Regions from separate parts of the Rattus norvegicus genome. Here region 2 is linked to region 1. A link is a contact called in public Hi-C data. All regions are on one chromosome and are shown on one strand. The core of a region is the stretch at or near the end of the contact, and the rest is flanking DNA. Distances in the headings are between cores, read along the strand shown. Region 1 holds the start of Jag1 (jagged canonical Notch ligand 1). Region 2 has its middle 250 kb from the start of Jag1.

What was found. Hi-C and Micro-C count contacts between places; a contact is called where the count stands out from the background.
Region 2: a Hi-C map of frontal cortex shows a contact between it and region 1, with 1.8 times the contacts expected there. The contact joins the enhancer-like site here to the promoter of Jag1 in region 1. A contact is called at or near these places in 2 of 12 Hi-C or Micro-C datasets (Schwann cells and frontal cortex).

What each region holds. Positions count from the first base shown.
Region 1 is chr3:144,890,003-144,897,144 of GRCr8, reverse strand. Jag1 (jagged canonical Notch ligand 1) reads left to right here and starts at 2,262. Exons shown (of 26, transcript NM_019147.2): 1 at 2,262-2,724; 2 at 3,200-3,505. The coding sequence starts at 2,644.
Region 2 is chr3:145,141,790-145,149,025 of GRCr8, reverse strand. No RefSeq gene overlaps it. Among named protein-coding and RNA genes, the nearest start is that of Jag1, 250 kb to the right of the region's middle. Within about 2 kb of position 2,690, at least 6 of the 93 cell types and tissues checked have an H3K27ac peak or open chromatin away from gene starts, as enhancers often do.

The sequences.
Region 1 (7,142 bases), core at 1,013-3,512:
CAGGGGTGATCAAGGAAGTGGAGAATTGAACTTCCACCCAGTGCCTGTTTCAGTACTAACTTCTTGGGGGAGTCCCAGCTCACTGGAAGAGCACCAAATGAAAAAAAAAATTTAAAGAATCCCCTGAAGCCCACAACTGTCTTCCTCAAATATGGGTTCCCAGGCTGAGAAAAGATTAGGTTCTCTGTTATTTGCTGGGAGCCTAGTGTTTCTTAGTGACTCCACATTCCTATTATGTTATTAGGTGCTTTTTATTCCTTGAAACTTTCCTGTTAATGAAGTGAGCTAAACTCGCCGGTAGATAGCACTGATCTCAGCTTTTATGAAGCCCAGATTGTTGCCAGCAGGGCAACTTTAAATCCCAGGTAACTCAGGTGGCTGGCTTAAAAATTCTGAACTAAATTCTGCTCCATGGCCTCCTTCTAGGAGTTAATGTGGGACACAGAGCAGGGACTATTGGGTACGCTAACTTGACTAGAGGTAAAAGTAAGGAACTGAATAAGAAGTGAGGATTATTATGTTTCTGAAAACTTTAGTGGAAAAAACCCTGCATTGGATTAATGTTGAAAATGGGATGCTTTGCATTCGTGATAATTGGGCGAAGGAGGCCTGGGTATACAAGTCAAGGCAGCTGCTGCACAAGCCAGGTGCTTCTGTGACCAGTTGCTGCAAACTCATCCTGATTTTGGATATGCCCCTACAATTATGAATTAAGTTACCCCGGGATGGTTAGAATGAGATGCATTGCTATTACGAAATTACCTTTCTCAGGTGGTTAAAATGCCAAACTTGCTTAACCATCTTTGGTGGTCTTGAACCAATGTACTGCTCAGCTTTCTCAACATCACCAAATGGTATCAGGCACTATCTATGCTGGGCTACTCTATGTTGGGCATAGATAGCCACAAATACCTGTATTGTTATGGTGTCACCTTCCTTCAGCATTCTGGAAACTATTTTTCTCTTTACCCATCATGCCCGGTTGTCTAGAAGAGTTGAAGCACTAAACTGATCTCGGAAAATCAGTGCTTTTCTTCACGACCGGCCCAATGCAAGGCATGAAACTCTTTTCGTCCTTTAATGGTAATCTGTTTTCCTAAAGAGCTCCATTTAAACCCGCCTGGAGTGGAGCAGGCAGAGGCTTCAGCCAGCCTTTGGGTTCCCTTTGACCTTGATTATGACCAGGAGTGTCGCTGCTAATTGCGAGGCCTGCCTCAAGGTGGAAAATGGCATCGGTTTCCACCACCACCCAGGAGAAGCCAAGTTCTGTGGCCCACGATAGCAGTTAGGTTCCTTTCAGGCCGCGCCTCACCACCCAGAGAGCAACGCGGAGGCCGCCTACAGGTGCGGTCCCGCCACTGCGCCGGGGCGGGAGGCTGGCGGAGCCCTCAGCGTCTAGGCAAACCCTTCCCGACTCCCGGGCTAAGGCCCCGCGAGTGCCCGCCGCCCTCTCCCCCTGCTTCCCCGACGCCTCTGCCCTGGTGCGGTCTGGAAAGGGCGCTGGGAGCTTCTCCGAGGCTCCATGGACTGGGATTTGGGAAGGGATGGCGCGCGGCCGAGGCTTTCCCTCGAGTTTGCGGCAAGTCTGGCTCCGGGAAAGTTTTTCAAAGTTCCCAGCAGCGTCTGCCCAGGTCGCCTCTGCGGGGCGAGGAGACGGCGGCGAGCGCGCCAGTCTCGCCGCCGCCAGCACAGAGCTCTGGGCTCGCTTGTTGGGAGCGGCCCGGGTTCCCGGCGGGCAGGCCCTCCTCCCCGGGGCGAAAGCCGCAGCTGACGCAGGCTGCTCCAAAGGCGGAAGCCGCCCGCCCCAACTGCTCCGGCCGCACCGCGGCGCCTACACCTGGGGCTTGCACGGGAGCCCAGGCCGTGCACCGAGGGGGCGGTCCGGCGAAGGCGCTCAGGGCGTCTCAGAGCCACGGGCTCCTCCACCTTCCTTCCAGGTTCTTTTCTCTTGGCCCGGGCTCCCCGGGACAGTTGTCTGCATGTGGGGGGCCCCCGGGCAGCCAAGCCACCCGGTCTGTCCCGCAACCTCCAACCCCTTCTCAATTCCTCCCCTCCCCGACAACCCGGAGGAAAGGGGCGTGTCCAGTAAGCGCCACGCCCCTTATGAATATTAACAATCGCGCATGCGCCTTGTTCCGCGTGTTGAGAAGAGGTGGCCAGCCGGAGTCGCGGCTCCTAGACCGGCGCTCCGGCTCCCTCCGAGAGCCAGGCGGGCACGCGTCATTGTGTTACCTGCAGCCGGCGGGCGAGCTAGGCTCAGGTTTTTTTTTTTCCTCCCCTCCCTCCCCCGCGTTTCATGCAGCTGATCCGAAAGGGAATAAAAGGCTGCGCATAATCATAATATAAAAGAAGGGGAGCGCGAGAGAAGGAAAGAAAGCCGAGAGGTGGAAGAGGGGGGAGCGCCTCAAAGAAGCGATCAGAATAATAAAAGGAGGCCGGGCTCTTTGCCTTCTGGAACGCGCGGCTCTTGAAAGGGCTTTTGAAAAGTAGTGTTGTTTTCCAGTCGTGCATGCTCCAATCCACGGAGTATATTAGAGCCGGGACGCGGCGGTCGCGGGGGCAGCGACGACGGCAGCCTCGGAGGGAGCACCAGCGCTAGCAGCGGCGGCGGCGTCCGGAGTGCCCCCGGCGCGCGGCGCAGCGATGCGGTCCCCACGGACGCGCGGCCGGCCGGGGCGCCCCTTGAGCCTTCTGCTCGCCCTGCTCTGTGCCCTGCGAGCCAAGGTAGGAGTCTCTCTCCCGCTCTTGCTCCCCGCGGTTCTCTCCCTTCCCTCGTGGCGTTCTGGACGCGGGCGGCTGTGGCTCCCAGTGCAAGCTCCGGAGCCCTTGAGTACAAGGCTCCCTGACCCTGACTCTTCACCCGAGAGGCTGCACCCGGTGTGGAACGCTGGCTTCCCAGAGGGGAGACCCTGGCCTCGAAAGATAAACTCCTCCAGGCTGGGCAGAGTGCGATCATTACGCTCTTGGTCCTTCGGGACGCTTGTCTTAGTTTTTCCCCCGCACTCGTGGGTTTTATGCCCCTGAACCAAGTTAATCCCTGAACCTAGTCTTTGCACATTTATTTTCACTTGCCAGAGAAGATCTTTGGCAGCTTTGGGGTGTGTGTGTGTGTTGGGGGTGGGGTGGGGGAGTCTAGGAGTCCCCACTTCCACTTCAAGAGAAAACTTTCTCATGCGTTGACCTCCTTCCTCACTGGCAGGTGTGCGGGGCCTCGGGTCAATTTGAGCTGGAGATCCTGTCCATGCAGAACGTGAACGGAGAGTTACAGAATGGGAACTGTTGCGGCGGAGCCCGGAACCCTGGCGACCGCAAGTGCACCCGCGACGAGTGTGACACGTACTTCAAAGTGTGCCTCAAGGAGTATCAGTCCCGCGTCACGGCCGGGGGACCCTGCAGCTTCGGCTCAGGGTCTACGCCTGTCATCGGGGGCAATACCTTCAATCTCAAGGCCAGCCGCGGCAACGACCGTAATCGCATCGTACTGCCTTTCAGTTTCGCCTGGCCGGTGAGTGAGCGACTCGAGGACAGAGTCGAACGCGGGTCCGAGCCTTATATTGCCTTGAGAAGGATTTAATGCCACTTGAAACTTGGCACTAAGTTGAGAGGCTTTTGGGATGGCAAGTCTGAGAGTCCAGACTATAGCTAGAGCTTGAAACAGATGAGCCGGGCGGGTCTTCCATTCTGGGTGGTGTCTGCTTAGCGCACGGAAATGGGGTCTCTGAAGAGGGAGAAAGTGCCCAAGGATGCTAATTTTATGCTTGCTACTTGCAGTACCCATCCCGGACCAGGAGGTCATTATAGATGATTTCTTTGCTTAACTAATTAAAACTTGTAGCGCCGTGGAAGGCGACTGCGCACAGTCTGCCCTGCAAATGCTGTCCAAGTTGGCACCCTCCCCTTTCCCGTGAGCCGCCCCGAGGGCGGGTGTGTCCTTCCTGCAAGGGGGGGTGGGGGGGCGGTTTCCCGCAGCTCTAGGAGATTTCGGTGTCTTGGAGGGGTCCTCTTCCAGCCTGGGGTGGCGGCTGCAGGAGGTGGGTTATCTCCGGCTGGCGTCCAGGTTTTAGTCTGGGAACCTCCGCCCCCTGCCGGCCCCTTCCTCCCGCCCCCGCTCGGTGTAGCCCTGGCTGCCTTGCTCCCAGCGGTTCCCCAGTTCTGGAACAGCTGTGTTTGCAAACTTCCCCGGGAAGGGCGGGCGCGCACACTCGTCCGGAGGGCACCCGGCCTCCACAAACCCTTCCCGCGCCGTATAAAGGCTTAGAAGAGACAGCCCGCTCTAAGTAGTGTTTGCGGGTGCAACTGCGTGCTCCCACATCTCCCCCTTGGCCCTCGGATATGCTTGAGGCCGGCGTACCGCTGGCAGACTGCAGCAAAACCCTTGCAACATCCAAAATGGGTGGAAGGAAGATGGGTGCGATTGCAGAAAGGGAGGAAAGGGAAATGGTGGGGGGTGTGCCCGTTGTCCAGGAGGCGTGACCCGCTGCCAGGACTGGTGCTCCGCCAAGCTTGAGCTCGGAGGGTGGGTGGTAAGAGGGGGAGCTCTGTGCCCCGGAGGATTGCTTTCCGCCACGTGCTCCGATGGGGTGCGCTCTGCTGCCTCCTACCCGCGGGTTTGGGCTGTGATTTGAAACTCTGAAGAGGGGCGGGAGAGAAGCCTGTCTGGCTCTGTCTGTGTGTGAGGCCGAGCTGGCTCTTAAAGTCTGCGTTTACAGGCGTTGGCCTTTGCTGTGGGTGCGATAAGACAGTTATCGAAAACATGCTATTAAAAGGGTCTTACTTTGGCAGGGGACTGCCGCTGTAGGTGAGATCTCTTCAGATCTGAGGGTTGTGTCTGTTGTGGATTTCACTTTTACAAAGAATGTTTGTCTTGTTTGTTAATCCCCTATTAGGGAGAACTTTAAGCTAAAGAGGTTGGCCACCTCTAAATCTGACTGGGTCCAAGCTTAGGGCGGATACTGGCTGCCCTTGAGCTGTGTTTGGAGTTTCGGGAGGAAGGGGCCTGCAGGTGGTTCCACCCTTCCTAGGATCAGTCAGAGCCCCTCGCTTTTCACAAGACCATAAAAGGAATCTTATTAGTGATGTGGAAAAAAAAAAAAACCGGCAGGCCTGGCTGAGGTTTATTTTGGAGAAGAGGGGTCAGAGGGAGGATGGCTTGGAGGAAAACAGACAGGCTTACTCCAGAGGCTGGGGGCCGGGGGGTGACCTAGAAGTGTGGCTGTCTGCTTTTGACACCTGGAAGAGAGAGAGTTCCCCACCGACAAGGAGCTGAAATGGTGTGAGTGGATGGAAGGTTGCCACCACCGCTGGGCTCGCACTCTTCGGTGCCTTCAGGCCCCACGGGTCACCAACCATGAAGTAGATTTGGCTTTTCTAGAAAGAGGGAGACCCACTGGGGTCAGCACTGAGAATGTGGTTCTTTTTGAAGCCGGGCCAAGTCCATGGATCTCTCCTAAACAAGTCTCCACACTGCTGCCCCCAAAAAGGCCTCCAGTGAAACACAAGAGAAACTCAAGTTTGGGTGTGTGTTGTTTTAGTTTATTTTCCTCAGTGTGGTTAGAGAACCGCTGCTGTCTAACTTCCAAGAATGGCTCCAGGGTGAGTCTTAGCTTCAATGAAAGCCTTAAGCTTCACAAGTGTTAGTGGGGGGGTGGGAGGGTAGCACAGCATCAGTCGCTTTGGTAATTAACACCTGTCTTTAAAATGGGCTGGGGGTGTACCTCTTTGAAATAGTATTTGCCTAGCGTTATTAAAGGTCCTGGGTTTGAATTCAAGCACCATAAACTTACTTTTTTTCTCCTTCTTGGATAGGTTATAGTGGAATTGGTGCCGAGATGATGGGGTTCCAGAGTAGGACATAATTTAAAAGGCAAACAAAAGCGCTGGCCTAGCCTGGCCTCATAGCCACATAAGCTGCCAACCCTAAGCAGACACAGTTGTCATTTGGGCTAAGTCCTCCTAAATTGGCTTATGGGGAAAGGGGAACACTCTGGTTGGCAAAGCTAGTTCAGTGAAGGTCAGGTAACTCCTGTCTGTTGTTTGATAGTATGGGCCCTGTTCGTGGTGTAGAGCAGGAAAGAAGGAAATGATTTGGTAGGATCGGAAACACAATCTACATCTCAGCCTGGGAGACACCGAAGTGGACCTTGCCATACCAGTATCACATTCCGTTATTACCCCCCTCGGGTTACATCCCACTCAAGTATCGACCACCCTGGCCCCAGTCTTCCAACTTTGTGCCAATGGCTTCTGATTGTGTTGTCATTCGTGCTGCAAGGGAGCTCAACCTGCAGCAACTAAGTCGATTTATTATTCTCCAATTTGGATACTAGGTGATAAGAGCATAGTTATGACAGGTAATTGGGCTTAACGAGAAATGATTTGGGAATTACCATTAATAAATCACCGAAATGGTTAATTTGCACCTCCCCAAATTAGCTCAAAATCCCAGTAGTGTCTGCTCATTAAAAATGCATTAGTGTAATCACTTCTGTCTTTCAAAACCTCCATCACATGGCTGCATTGGTGGCCCTAAATTGTAATGACTTGGGGTAAAACATCAGGAGTATCTGGCTTTATCTTTAAATTTAAATGCCACTGACCCTATTCAGAGTCTTGCCGAGAGCAACTTTATTTTAGGAAAAGCCAATGGAACGTGACTAAGGTAGCAGAAGAGGACGCCAGCTTGACCCCTTGTCACACTTAACAGCCTCAGTAACTAAATAACAGGAGTTAGAGTCAAGTTGCCATCAGGTGGTTAATCACAGAATCTAAATTGCCAGTCCTTGGGTATGATTATGCTGTCTGCTATCTCTCCTTTAGATGCTTGTGGACACAGGGAAGACAGAGGGTTAAGGCTCTCCTTAAGTTAGCTTTTTTTTCTGTACCTCCCCTATGTGCTTAGCATGTGTGCAGACAGTGCCCTTATGTAAGTGCTTAGCACAAGGGATGTTCTGTGTATGGAGAGAACATCTGTTGTTCTTGTTGTTGTTCTTGTTGTTCTAGGAAATACGCCTCAAATGTTTAAGCTGCTTTACTGGGTTTTTTTGGGGGGGAACATGGAGGTAGGGTGGCCTGCAGGCATTGTAGAATAGCTGTGACCTGGAGTACTTCGTTGGTTTCTAACAGTTTTCCTTCTTCCACAGGTA
Region 2 (7,236 bases), core at 1,441-3,940, 250 kb before region 1:
ATCATCCTAGAGAGTGCCTCATATGTCAGTCATTCCAACCTCCCAATAAGACCCTACGCCTAAGCACTCAGAAAGACATAATTTCTCCACTTGGTAGTGACCATATAGAATTTGAAAGGATAAGCCTTGGACCTTAGATTTTTTTCATAGACCTGAATTTCATAAATCCTCATTCTATTCTACGAGAATTATCACTCTCTGAGCCTATCTCTATTGGCAAAAAAAGATAACAATACCCATATGATAATGCTACTATGAAAATTAGATACATTCATGCATTTTACAAAATAAATAAATACAAAATTAAAACAAAATACAAACGATTTGGCACTCGCTACATGGTAAGTGTAATAATTACTACTTCTTTTAGTGTGTAATGTTACTGAAGAGTAGAGTTACTCAATTACTTCAAAAGACTAGCACCATTTCCATCAGGGGAGATAGTCTGATTGGAGAGCCTGTAAGAGGGATTCTTCCTTCATGTGGAACTGCCTTAACCTTCAGAGATGGAAGTTACGGTGGATAGTGTTCAGGGTCAACCTGGCCAAATCTACATCACCAATGAGATGGGCCTGTGATCAGTCCTATAAAGGAATGTCTTAATTTGGTTAAAAGAAATGGTGGGAGTATTTACCCCAATCTGCACAGCCTCGTTTCATGGGCTGGGACCTGGATTGGATAAAAGAGGAAGCAGAGCAGTAAACATGCATGCCCTAACTCAGTGCTGTCTGACCTTGACGATAAATGTGATGTTACCATTGGCTTAAAGTTCCTGCCTCCTTGACTTCCAGGCAATAGGGAGGGAAAGGAAAACAGGAGCTATTGCTAATGAACCCAGATTATAACCAAAATCCTTTGAGCTGTACTCAAAGCATCCCATTCAGATACAGCCAGTTCTCCTGTATGTCTCTGTATAAAGCCTCTCCCATGCCACCCTCCACCCTGATTTGAACAGAGCTCTGTCAAATCTTAGGCGTGCTGGACAGCTTCAAATGGAAAGTAAGCAGCTCATGAGTGCCCCACACTGTGGAACCGAAGCTGAAGAAGACATGTCCGAGCTGCCGTAGCCTGTGAGGGACGAGTGTCAGCTGTCTTCTATGGCAGGTGACCCAGGTCGTTCCTAGCAGTATTAAACCCTATGGGAGTAATGTATGTCTCTAAAACTCTTCATTGATCATCTTTGTTTGTTCTTCCTTTACTCTTCCAAGTCTCTCAGTGTTTTTACCTAGACTTACTCCCAAATCACCTATGGGCACCCAAATCTGTATGTGACCAAATTCGTATGTGAGGAATCTCTATTTGAGGCATGTCACGCTAACATAGAAACTAACCTCGGAGCAGTGCTTTGAGCCCATGGAGTGCACTGAAGGGTAACCCTCTTTGGAGGAAGAAGTAGAGGGAGAGAAACGCAGTGTCCTCTAAATTAAGAGCCCAGGTTGGAAGGAAAGTGAGAGACAGTCACTCGTGATAGACTTTGATCCCAAATCATCCCTGGCATCACACTCAAAGGGTTCAAAAGCACTTATCCAGGAGATTTCTTAGCTAAGGGTCTGAGGCCATTGGCCAAAACACCTTGCTCAATAGCAGTCTCCTGAAAGAATGGGGTAATGTCTAGCCCGTGCCTGCTTTTCCTAAGATAAGCAAGCCACAAACCACAGGTAGAGGATATTATCCCAAACATAACAGATTCACAATACGACAGTTTCCTTTGAAAGGGTTATACAAATACATGTCTCTCACTTGAGGACTTCAGTAGAAAAATAATTATTCTTTTCTATCTCGTAATATATATTAAAAATGTTCTAATGTGGTTTGGTAGGGAAGTCTGCCAAATGTTTTGAGGCACCATATCCAGCTTTGCTTAATCTTAGACAGCCTGGCAAATCTAGTCTAAAATACTCTTTCATACAAAATGAATTTGCTAGAAAGGCTAAAATATATGCCTTTATATTAAACACCAATTTTTAAAAGGCATCTTTGGCCTCTCTGGGCGATCACATGAAAAGCAATTGTTACATGCTTTTCTAAGCTTTTCCTACCACCAAGAAACAAAACAAACAAGCCCGCTACCTTCAGAAACTGCAACATACGTGACAAGAAGGTTGTGTGCAGATAAACCAGATGTTTTATTGCCACCCTGGCATACACAGTCTCCACAGCTCAGCTCACGGCCCCTTCTTGTTCCTATGAGTTCATGCCAACAACTAGAAATGAGCACAAAGGCTGTGCGAAATGCTGCGTTTGTTCGAGTGTTTGTGTTGGCTTCCTTAAAATCGGCTGATTTCCAAATCCCCTCCCTACCCCACCTTAGTTGTATTTATGCTGTGGGCAGAACAACCTGGAGCCTGTATTTAAATACAAAATGCTTTGTAGCCATTCGTGCAAATCTCTTTATCGGGGTCTCGCACATTAACGCCCTTCACAATTGACCCACAGGCCGATTGTTTAATGTAAGGCTTCCACGGGGCTGTTTCCATGTTTCCACCGAAGTCCAGCCTTGTTTTTAGTTTTCTTAGCTTTTCTGGACAATCAAAAGGAAGTGGAACCGAGCCGGCTAGCTGGGGCTGGAACTGCCCTGTCTCCTCCTACCTTCTGTCTCGGTTTTGTTTTTCTACCTTTTTTTTTTCTTTTTCTTTTTCCCTCCTCATCACTTTTGATCATAGTGAAAAGCCGAGCCAGACAGGGAGGTTGCTTGCTTGTGATCTGGTGTCTGCTGCTTTTTCCTTTTAGTTCAAAGCTCCTGGGAAGCCACTGACCAGGAAGCTATATTGCTACCTCCTTGATTTCAGCAGAAGCAGATTCTCTGCAGCTAACGGAGAAGTTAAGGAAAGTCCGTGCGCGCGCGCGTGTGTTCATGTAATAGGAAATGTGAATTTCCGCATTTCTTTTTCACCTAGGGAGATGCGTTAGCCAGCTTTAGGCTCCACAGTACTTTCCCTGCTTCCCTTTTTCTCCGTTGGAAGAAAAACAAGGGTTGAGGCAGATGTAAACTAAGCACAGACTTAAGATGCCAGAGGCACTTTCTTTGAAAGTTCTCACAAGGTTGGATGGCCATGACTCACACTCCAATGCAGTGTGTTCCGCTGCAAGCTAGAAACTGATTTATATTTATGAGTGTTTATGGTAGCACTGGAAACGGGCTACACACACTACAGACAATAATAATGTTCATCTTAGATGATGGCTATGAGGACTTAAACTATCCCAGGAGAAGCCCAGGGTGAGTATTGCAGAAATGTCAGTCATCATCATCATCACCACAAGTTATGAATCATAGTAAGACCTAAGAGGTCTTGATCTGGGTGGGGTAGCTCCCACCTGTAATTCTAGCACTAGGGAGATGGACGTAGGAAGATCATGAGTTCCAAGCCAACCTGGGAAACACAGCAGGATCATGTCCTGAGCCTAATGATGAATGTCTCCATTGTGGCTGGTACATCAATCATGTTTTGGAGAGACAAATATGCATGTGCAATTGCTTATTCTACAGTTTTTTACTTGCATGGACTTGGTGTGTTTTTCTATGCTCCACAAACCCCCAAATCCCTGTCTGTAAAAAGGAAACTAATAAGGTCTCTCTCTAACTGAAAGAATCACTGTGAGGGCTATGCTCATGCAGGTCCTTGACACAAGTATTCTGCTCATCAATACACACTGTGTTTACCAACATGTGGTTATCATATTTAATATGAATTGTTTCTTTAATGCATTTTATGGCAAGGGCAAAATCCAAATAGGCTCAAAGGATAAATATATACTTACTTGTCCATGTACCATAAAGACACAAATTATTTGCATAATTTTTTGGTTGGATGATAAGTGCATTCTTTATTCCTTGGAAATGTCTCAAACCAGTGTTAAGCCACATAGGAAATGAAAAAGAGAGCTAATGAGGCAAAGACGCATCCTGAGATTCATTTTCCTGGGAGACAGTTAGTTCGATGTTACTCTAGTTAAGATATGCAGTCCTTAAGCCACTACCCAAAGACTATACTTGGACTGACCCTGGGCTCCAACTGCATAAGTAGCAATGAAAAGCCTAGTAAGGGCACCAGTGGAAGGGGAAGCCCTTGGTCCTGCCAAGACTGAACCCCCAGTGAACATGATTGTTAGGGGGAGGGCAGTAATGGGGGAGGGATGAGAAGGGGAACACCCATATAGAAGGGGAGGGGAGGAGTTAGGGGGATGTTGGCATGGAAACCGGGAAAGGGAATAACAATTGAAATGTAAATAAGAAATACTCAAGTTAATAAAGATGGGGGGGGGGGAGGATATGCAGTCCTTAGTGCAGCCGTTGGCACTTACATTATAATTGCTTAACATTAGGCACGGTATCTACTGGTCATACACATAAACATTCTATTCACATCCATAGATACCCAAAGTAAATCTGTGAGGAGCTCTGCTAGTTATTCAAGAAGCTGTTCAGGTCCCACTCAGTCTATTCTCAAACACCCTTTTTGTTGAAACCTATTTCCATGAAGATGGCAGGAAGGGAAGGCAAAGTCACTGGAGGATCTTGTAAGATATTTCAGGGCCACTCCCCGGTGTAAAATACATTGTTTCTGCTAGCATGCCATTGACTGAACTCAAGTTATCTGCTGCCTCTGGTTTCAAGGGATCGCAAGAAAATGAAATAGCCTAGTGCACTTCTTTGCTCCTGTCTGTAGGGAGAACTCACCTGAGCTCTTTCAACCTACTTAAAGCTAGTTATTGGGCAGTGGCAAAGGCATTCTCAATGCTTTTAAGTGCTACAGGAAGAACAAACCCAGGCTGAGCTTTAGGGCATTGGTTTTTGAGGAAACAAAAGGAAATGGTCTCTGAAACGTGTTGATATCTCATCTCCCACTGCTCACTCTGGTAAAAACCAGCATGCCTCACTTTCATTCTCTGTCCCACAACCTCAAGAATAATTTATGCCACTTAGTAGGTGACAACGTAATTTTAAAACTTCGCTATATTTTTCTGAAGTCACATAAGTAAGATGATATATTTCAAAGCCAGAGCTTTCAATGTCCCTTCCCTCCTTTTAGATGCTTTAGAGAATTATCTTCTGCAGTTCTCCAATGACCTTGAAATAGGTCAGCTGTCCCCTACCAAGGAGCAGCCATTCCGTATGAAATACATTCAGTGAACTGCAAATGTGGCCACAGTTCTTTTCCACCATCACCATCCTTCATCCACGCCGTTTTTTTTTTTAATATGAAATTTGAAGCTCTTCTCATAAAAAAGTGGAGTCCATTTCCTTGTCTCTTAAATCTGAGCTGGACTTGTGACTTTCTTGGGCTAATAGATCATGAGAGAAATGACATCTGAAAGTTCTGAACTTAAAGACACCTTGTATATCTGCATAATGGCTTTAAATCCCTGCTCACTGGCCACATGAATAATCCCTCATTCACCGGATGTCAGGTGGGAGAATGCAGGGAGCAGAAATATGTCACCCCAGTGGGACATCCAAGAACCGATCAGATGGCATGTGAGCAAAGTCACCAATGGAAGATGCAAGGAGACACTGCGTTGAAATGTGTCACTCCAGTGGGTCACTTCAGAATGGACGGCTGACATGGCAAAGGGCAGCTGCTACATGAATGACCTCCTCCTGACGAAGAGAAGTTCTGTGAGTCCAGTCTACACTTCTAACTGGTCAAGCAGCAACCTACCCAAAAGCTCTGTTAAACCACAGAATCTTAGTGCCGTGGTCAGTGTTCTCAAATGTTATATCCCCTTTCCCCTTTTCCCCTCTGGAACTTCCCTCTCTCATCCCCTCTCCCTGCTTCTATGAGGGTGCTCCCCTCACACCCACCCCTCACACCATCCTTACATTCCCCTACACTGGGACATCGAGCCTTCACAGGACCAAGGGCCTCTCCTCCTATTGATTGCAGACAATGGCATTTTCTGTTGCATATGTGGCTGTGTACTCTTGGGATGGTGGTTTAGTCCCTGGGAGCTCTGGGGAGTCTGGTTGGTTGATATTACTGTTCTTCTTATGGGGCTGAAAACCGCTTCAGCTCTTTCCCTAACTCCTCCATTGGGGTCCCCATGCTCAGACCAGTGGTTGGCTGTGAGCTTTCGCCTCTGTATTTGTCATGCTCTGGCAGAGCTCTCAGGAGACAACTGTAACAGGTTCTTGTCAACAAGCACTTCTTGGCATCTGCAAGTTTCTGGGTTTGGTGTCTGTATATGGGATGGATCCCCAGGTAGGGCAGTCTCTGGATGGCCTTTCCTGCAGTCTCTGCTTTACACTTCATCCCCCATATTTCCTTTAGACAAGAGCAATTCTGGGTTAAAAATTAGGAGATGAGTGGGTAGCCCCATCCCCCAACCGGGGGCCTTGCTTAACCTCTGGATATGGTCTCTAAATATTCTCCCACCCCTTTGTCAGGCATTTCAGCTAATCTCATCCCACTTAAGTCCTGGGAGCATCTTGTTTTCCTGGCATCTGGGACTTGCTGGTGGTTACCCTCAATTCCCCATCCCTTACTGCTACACACCTCTGTTCAAATTCCTGACCCTCTGTATATCATCCCTTTCTCTCCCATACCTGATCCTGCCTCCCTTTTCCCCCTCCCCTCCTCAATTCCTCCCAAGTCTCTCCCACTCTCTACCTCCCCTGAGTATTTTGTTCTCCCTTCTAAGTAGGAATGAGGCATCCACATTTTAGACTTCCTTCTTCTTGAACTTCATGTGGTCTGTGAATTGTTCCTTGGGTATTCCGAGCTTTTGGGTTAATATCTACTTATCAGTGAGTGCCTACCATGAATGGTCTTCTGTGATTGGGTTACCTCACTCAGGATGATACTTTCTAGTTCCATCCATTTGCCTAAGAATTTCATGAAGTCATTGTTTTAAATAGTTGAGTAGTACTCCACTGTGTAAATGTACCACATTTTCTGCATCCATTCCTCTGTGGAAGGACATTTGGATTCTTTCTAGCTTCTGGCTATTATAATAAATAAGGCTGCTATGAACACAGTGAAACATGTGTCCTTGTTATATGTTGGAGCATCTTTTGGGTATATGCCCAGGAGTGGTATAGCTAGGTCCTCAGGTAGTACTATGTCCAATTTTCTGATGAACTACCAGACTAATTTCCAGAGTGGTTATACCAGCTTGCAATCCCACCAATAATGGAAAAGTATTTCTCTTTCTCCACATCCTAGCCAGCATCTGCTGTCACCTGGGGTTTTGATCTTAGCCATTCTGACTGGTGTGAGTTGGAACCTAAGGGTT